Linked DNA regions of Gossypium arboreum: region 1 is linked to region 2. The links are chromatin contacts, called in public Hi-C maps. All regions are on one chromosome and are shown on one strand. Each heading gives the region's core, a stretch centred on a gene start, on an enhancer-like site or on the middle of the called end of the contact. The rest is flanking DNA. Distances are from core to core; before and after follow the strand shown.

Evidence for each region. Hi-C and Micro-C count contacts between places; a contact is called where the count stands out from the background.
Region 1: a contact with region 2 is called in a Hi-C map of leaf, with 2.7 times the contacts expected there. The contact joins two enhancer-like sites. A contact is called at or near these places in 2 of 5 Hi-C or Micro-C datasets (both in leaf).

The regions. Positions count from the first base shown.
Region 1 is chr3:126,995,362-126,999,319 of ASM2569848v2, forward strand. It overlaps LOC108489301 (serine/threonine-protein kinase STY46-like), which reads right to left. Exons shown (of 16, transcript XM_017793745.2): 12 at 3,897-3,958; 13 at 3,457-3,537; 14 at 3,317-3,367; 15 at 2,695-2,835; 16 at 2,335-2,617. The coding sequence ends at 2,588. Among protein-coding and RNA genes, the nearest start is that of LOC128290640, 3.1 kb to the left of the region's middle. Within about 2 kb of position 1,655, at least 1 of the 2 cell types and tissues checked has an H3K27ac peak or open chromatin away from gene starts, as enhancers often do. A contact at or near this core is called in leaf, where this site is marked.
Region 2 is chr3:126,729,853-126,733,248 of ASM2569848v2, forward strand. No RefSeq gene overlaps it. Among protein-coding and RNA genes, the nearest start is that of LOC128290602, 33 kb to the right of the region's middle. Within about 2 kb of position 1,504, at least 2 of the 2 cell types and tissues checked have an H3K27ac peak or open chromatin away from gene starts, as enhancers often do. A contact at or near this core is called in leaf, where this site is marked.

The DNA of each region.
Region 1 (3,958 bases), core at 405-2,904, 270 kb after region 2:
TATGTTCTCTATCTATTGGTAAAAATAACGAAAGCACACCAATAATGCCTCATCTACAACTCACATATATTGCTCACCCTGTGCTAGTTCATTTCATCTCCAATTGTTAATCATTGGGAAATCTTGGAACAAATTGTATGTTATTTGATGGGAAGTCATAGACGGCTATTGTATAGGAATCATCGACACACCAATATTGAATGTTTTGTTCTTAAGCAAATTTGGCAAGATCCAAAGTCAACAAAATATCCACTATGGGATAATACATTTTTATTAGAAGGAATTTAATTTCGTGGAGAAGCAAGAAACAAAATGTAACGTACCAATCTAGTGCAAAATCTAAATCTAAAGTCATGGCACAACTTGTGAGTGAAATAATATGGGTATACAGACTATAGAATGAAGTTGATCTTAAAGACTATTACCAACGAAAATATAACGTGATCATCAAGTTGCTCTTCATATTATTTCAAATATTGAATTTCACAACTTTTGAGATAAATGGTCATTTCATTTATCATGAAAAAATTCAAGAAAAATTCCTTCACAATATGTGTGAAATTTGGAAATCAACTATGAGATATTTTCATAAAAACTCTTAATGGAGCTCAAGTGTATTATATTTGTAACATTTACACTCTTTAACTTGAGGGAGATAATGAAATATAGCTTATACATAAAAATCTTAAATATTAATAGATTGATTTGTAGAACTGTATGGTTCAGATATTTTCTTTCTATTTTCTAGCTTTTCTAACGTGTATCGTTTGAGTGGAATAATATATAAGCAATTACTTTATTCGTCTGTACCGCCTACATTTTTCATTATTTTCGTAAATATTAACAAAGTCGATTTACGAAGTATAGCATTGGAAAGTTATTAAGTGTATCCTTAAATATCTGAAAGGAACCCTATATCAAGGGTTACTGTTCTAGCCATGCAAAAATTTAATTTCTGGTAGGCTACTCATACTCATATTGAGGCAATTGAAACAATTTATGCTGAATATTGATTGTTCCTAAACATTGGCTGAAGCTCCAAGAAGCAAGTGGTTGTATCTCAGTCTTCAGCAAAAGCTGAATATTGACGCTAGGCAAACACTGTGTGATGATGAGGATCATGTTACAGCTATATGAGATGGGTATCAACTTGCCACATGTACCTAGATATGGTGTGCTACCACCAATGCTGTGACCCACGCTGCAAATCTTGTCTAGCATGCACTAATGAAGCATTGTAGCTTTGTTCGTGAAAAGGTAGTGGAAGGAATGATTGAAGTCAATTATGTGCTAGCAATTGATAAAATTGCTGATGAACCCTAGTATGCCCACAAGGACACCAAAAGAGGGCAGCAGTGACCTAATATGGGCAATTGCGTTTTCAAACCATTCAGTGAAGCTGTAGAAACAATAAAGTGGCAACTCCCAATGGCGGAATCATGGAGCTATCACCACCCATCACCGCCATGTGCATAACCAAAAAGTTCCCAGACATGGCCATTTACCACACCCTACTAACTACCTCACAACAAAAAGCAGCCAGTATATAAAAACAAAAAGCTCCGCGCAGGCCAACTTACCTACCCCTCAACAACAACGATCTTGTATCCACTTCTTCGTCTCCATATCAAATGTTGAAGAGAACCGACACGGAGGAGTCAGCAACACCCAGAGTGTGAAAGGTGAAGTTGGTGATAAGTCCGGACAAGTTGGCTGAAACCATGGCACAGGAGGCTCAAACGGAGACATTGATTGAGCGTGAGGACGATTCTAATGTTGGAATGGGGTGCCAAATTCTGATCAATGATGTGTTTCTTGTGGCGGGAAATGATTATTGAGAAATTATGCTCAAGATAGATGGTGTCCCCGTTATTTCTGTACAAATTAAAGAGATGATATTTTTATGTTTAAATTAATTTTGGGTATTTATTTTAGATTTGTGAAATTAACTATCCACTCCTACAGTTTTGATCTATCTTGGAAATCAAGGATGCCTTGGTTAACCATTGCCATAAATCAAATGATTCATGGATGGCAAGTTCAAATGGCAACATGAGTTTTTCTTCCCTAATTATTTCAGGTTCATAGCTAATCCTGCCAAGAATATCGGTTCCAAAATTTGTATCAGTGTTGTTTCCTTGGAAGTGTAATCTGACTTACATTACAATTAATTAACTACTCAAAGAATAGAACTTAAATACAATGTACTAACTACGAGAAAAAAAAAAAGTAAACTAGTGGGAAAAAAATAGTGGAGAAAAAATGTATCCATTAAAGAATCAAGTTCTTTTAATCCAAAATAACAACAAATAAATGAAAGTACTTTAAGAACGGTGATATAATAGCCAGAAGAAAACTATCACCTAGCTAGGAAATTTCGTATCATATTTGCATTTAAGCATATTTTTTTCTTTCTACACCATGTTCAAGTAAGAGAGTGTTATTACAAAAACAAAACAGACAACCAAAAAAGAATTACGAATCAGCATTTTGTTTAGGGTGTCCCTTCCGTGTGTAGTTATACTTACTATGTGATGAAAAGATATATTAAAATGTGTCAATCTGGTTACTTACATAACAAAAATCTTCAGTTCCCATTTACTGCTTCTGTTGTTTCCTGTAATTTTACACTTTATTAAATGCAAAGAAATCACTCTTCAAAGAAAGTAAAAGTTTATTGTGAAGATTGTATACCTCAACTTCCTCAAAAAGTGTCTCAAGCTCAGTTGTTATCTCCGAGAAGGACGGTCGCTTGTCAGGAGCCGCTTCCCAACATCTCTGCATCAAATCTAAGAGTTTTGGATGTGCATTCTCAGGTAGTTCCGGACGCAGGCCCTGAAAAATAACAAAAAAGACGTAAGAAAAGCTTTTGCCCCCATGTTAACAGCCCCAGATTTATTAACATAACAGATTGAAGCTCTCTTTGGGTGTGTATTAAGCAGGCTTCAAAGCACCCAAAGGGAGTCAGAGACTCAGAAGATAAGTACATTTCAGAGCAGATAGCATGCTAGAAAAATGGATCTCAAGAATATATTGCGAAAGCTATAAAGTATCTGATGGACACTCAAACTGCACATATTCCTTACTAAATGAAAGGGAAGCCACCTTAACATCATGCTCAAAATTGGACAAAACAAATCCATAAAACATTACAAAGACAATAGCTTCGATCCAATGCATGATGTAGTAATAATATGAGTAAAAAAGGAAACTAAATTCAATAAAAGATCTCAGTTACTGGAAAAATTCTTAAGCTTGATATGAAATTATGGTACAGTTGAGGTTATTGTTTAATTCCCGAAATATAAATGCTGACCTGTCTCACTCCCAATGCAGCTTGTAGTGGTGTCATGGTATCGTAAGGAACCTGCAGTATCAAGGAAAAAATTTATCAATAGTTTCCAAACGTTTTAACATCGAATTGTTCATCAACTCTGTATAATCTCAGGAAAATACCTTGGCTGACACTAGCTCCCACAGTACAACAGCAAAACTGAATACATCAGCTTTTTGATCATAGGGCTGATGGTTTATAACCTAGTGGGAGTAAAATAAAGTAAGATGATTATACAATACCTAACAAAAAGTTGAACAAAATGATGGTTAACGTACAAAGCAAGGAAAAAATGTGATAAATGACCAGGTGTATAACATATGAACTGAAAAATGAAAACTGTAGCTCATTTAATTTTTGCGATAAAACAGACGGAAGGAACAAAGTATCTGAATATTAGAGCGATTATAAAAAGAACAGCAATAGAGGTAATTTCCACAAATTTTCCCCCATCAGAATCATCAAATATATACCAAATTTTGAATAATTAAACGAGGCAACACAGCCACTGAGTGAGTCTATCGGATGGAGAAAAAGAAAATAAATAGAGGAGAATTCAGACCTCAGGTGCCATCCATCTATATGTCCCAGTCTCAGCTGTCATTACTCCTCCTTGGTTCAAGA
Region 2 (3,396 bases), core at 254-2,753:
TAGCAATGGAGACGTCGTTGATGGAATCAACATTCAAACACGTTTGTCAAATGTGTTTGTAACGAAGATTTAGCGATAAGGCTTGGTTCCTCTTTGATTAATTATCATGGTTGGGGAAATATCATTGTCGAATCTGACTGCTTTCGAGCTATCCAAATGTTAAAAAGGAAAGGTTCATAAATTTGGGGATATCATCACTCAAACAACAAGCACCAGTAGCATTTGTTTTAATTTTGTTCATAGAAGTGGCAGGAGGCCAAGAAAGAAGTGCAATTGGCACATATTCACCACTTTGGTGTTAGTCATTTCGTACTAAACTTGTAATTTTACAATGTTGAATGAATTTATCTTTTGGATAAAAAAGAAAAAGAATATTAAGAAATAAAAGAAAAGGAAGCATGAAGAAAAAAGCCCCAGACAAAAGCTGGTGTATATTCTTTCACTTTTTCTTTTCTTTTTCATTTTGTAAATATTTTCTTTTATCATGAAATGAAAGCAACGTCACATGCAAAGTGAAACCCCCTTACTAACTTACAAAATCTCATGCTCCTCCTCCTTTTCCATTCCTTATTTAGCTACTAACTTTATGCCCTAATCCTATTACCAATTTCAACATCTTACAAATCCCTTTTATCCATCAACTTTTGAATTCCACAACTCCTACCAATTCTCACTCCACATATGATTCAACTTAATTTTCATGTAATTAGTTTTTTTATAAATTAATTAGTCAAAATAAAACTCTAAACCTAAAATTTTAAAAATTTTCAAAACTTATGGGCTCGTTAAAGTCATTGAAATGGAAGTATTTGGTTAGCAGTAGCATTCGGTACGGTTATCACTAACGTTACATTCGCCATTTATTAACATAACTTGGCTAATAAGTATATAACAATGTTGATAGAGAAAACTTTTTTTTTTTTTAATTTATAAAAATTGCCTTTCAATCCGATTTAATGGTATGTAGTCGTGCACGCATACATATATCAATGTGAAAATAAAATAAAAATAATTTATTTTTAAAATATTATTATTATTTAAAAAAATATTACAAAGCTATTAAGTTTTTCCATTAAAAAAAAAGTAACTTGATAATTTTCCCGGAAAGGACAAATAAATTAAACCATTGGGAAAATCCTTCTTTAATTACTTCCATAACACAGCCAACCAAACTTCAAAGATCATAAATGAAAAATAAAAATACAAAATGGAAGCATTTCAATTAAAAGAAAATGTGCTTTTATTTTTTTTCTCTTGTTGTGTGTGTTTTTAAAGGCATGATTACAAGCTTCAACGAACCCTTGAAGAAATCAATGATTCTCAAATCCCAAACTGCCTAACGTTACAGATTTCACAATGGGGATTTGGGCTCTTTTTTTTTGCAAGCCATACTGGCCTATGTTTTGCCGTATTGGGAGTTAGGCCCAAAGAGGGTGGGACTATTGATTGAGGTTGATTGAGTTGGGCCCATACTGGCCTACTAATGCTCTCCTTTACGTTCATTTTTTTTCTCCATCTGGTCTTTTACTTGAGAGTTATATATGATTTTCTTGGCGGGCTAGGTATCAGTAGGATCTAGTCTTTGACATTTTTTTTTTCGTTTTGTTTTGTATTTATTGACAAGCTGAGCTTCAGAATAGAAGCCTGAATTTGATCTAGAAATTGATGAAAAGAGAAAATCGTCAGATGCAGATGTGAAAAGCAAGGTGATTGAAGTTTAGAAGAAGGAAGCTGAAGTAAAACACATGCAAGAAAATATTTTTAAATGAGAGCAGGCATTAGATAATAAATTGGAGAAACTACAAGAGAAAGAAAAGGAACTTGAATTAAAAGTGAAAAACCAAAAGGAAAGGGAGAAGACCATCAAATCTTGCTAACAAGGAACAACTTTTTATTTAAAATATAATAAAAAGAATGATAATGATAAATACAATAAAAAGAGAGGGTAATTTTGTCCTAAAATTCATATTTCGTCCTGAAACTTAGATTACTTTAAAAAGAGGCCATAATAAAATTACACATTATATTACAAGATGATTGTAATGTGAGGTTATGGTGTTAACGTAAAGCCAAAGTAGCCTATTTAGCTATTGAGTATCGTCTCCACAGAGATTGACTATGTAAATCAAGTATTGCAAAATTAATTATTGGCAAATTGGTTGGTGATGAAAATAAATTTAAGTGATGGGTTCGATTAAATTAAACTAACCTAAATATACTTAAAATTAAATAAATAAATGAAGGAATGAGTATGCAAGTCTTTTAGAGAAATCACAATATCATGCATGTGTAAGAATAATTCTCCTTTCTAACTTAAAAACATTTAAATACTGCTAATGATGTTATAGGAAATTCCATGGCAACTTGGTATTTATTAATCTTATTTAGTTACGAGTACTTTGGCTTCTCTCAAAGTCCAAAGTTTAATCTCTTGTCTGCATATGCCTATGTCTATTACGACTTTAAGATTACATTTCAGGAATCGCTTAAGAATTCAACTTATTAAATTATTAAGTATAACATATGTCTATGTCAACCACTTAGTAAATTCATTAAGCAGAAAAATAGATTAATGTGAGGTAACAGTAATATTTCTACACTGAAACAGTTTAATCACATTAATCCTAGGATTATGCAATGTAATAAGGTTCTCTCGAGTTTGTCTCGAATTATTACAAACTTTAACCTAATTCTCTTAAATATAGATTAAGTAGGCACCATTCAAACAGTGTGTCAATTAATTACAATACGATTAGGCTTTAATAATTAATTCAGTTGCATTCCCCACATTTATAATGCATGAATAACATAATTATAATTTTATCTAAATGCATAAACAGTTAAGGCATATAACATCACTAACAACATAAATAATCTAAGTTATAGAAATTAAATTATTCTAACACTGAAGGAATTAAGCAACCATAATTATATTAAAAATATAAACTTTAGTTGCAAACAATTTTCTTAAATTGAACGATAAGAAATTACAAGAGTAAAGGGAAAGAAATGCAAAGTCATTTCAAGTGGTTCTCCGTGGCATAACTTCCTTGCTCCTCCTTTGTGCTTCACTCCTTGCCATGTTATTAAACCAAAAATGGCTGAAAGGGCTGCTATCAAATCCTTGCACAAGTCACTTGAAAAGTGGAAAAATGGGAAAGGAAAACAAAGAGAGAAAAGAGAGAAAGATGGATGAATGAGGGATGATGAAATGAGGGGGTAATGGTTGGTATTTACAGGGGCAGCTTGCATTTGCTAAAAATAGCAACCAATCTCCATTCCCATGGCCAACCACCTTGAGAAGAGGAATGAGTAGGATGACTTTGCTAAAAATAGCAAAAACAAGGTATGTTTCAAGGAAGGAGTTAAACGATCACTTGACAAACTTGTTGGGGC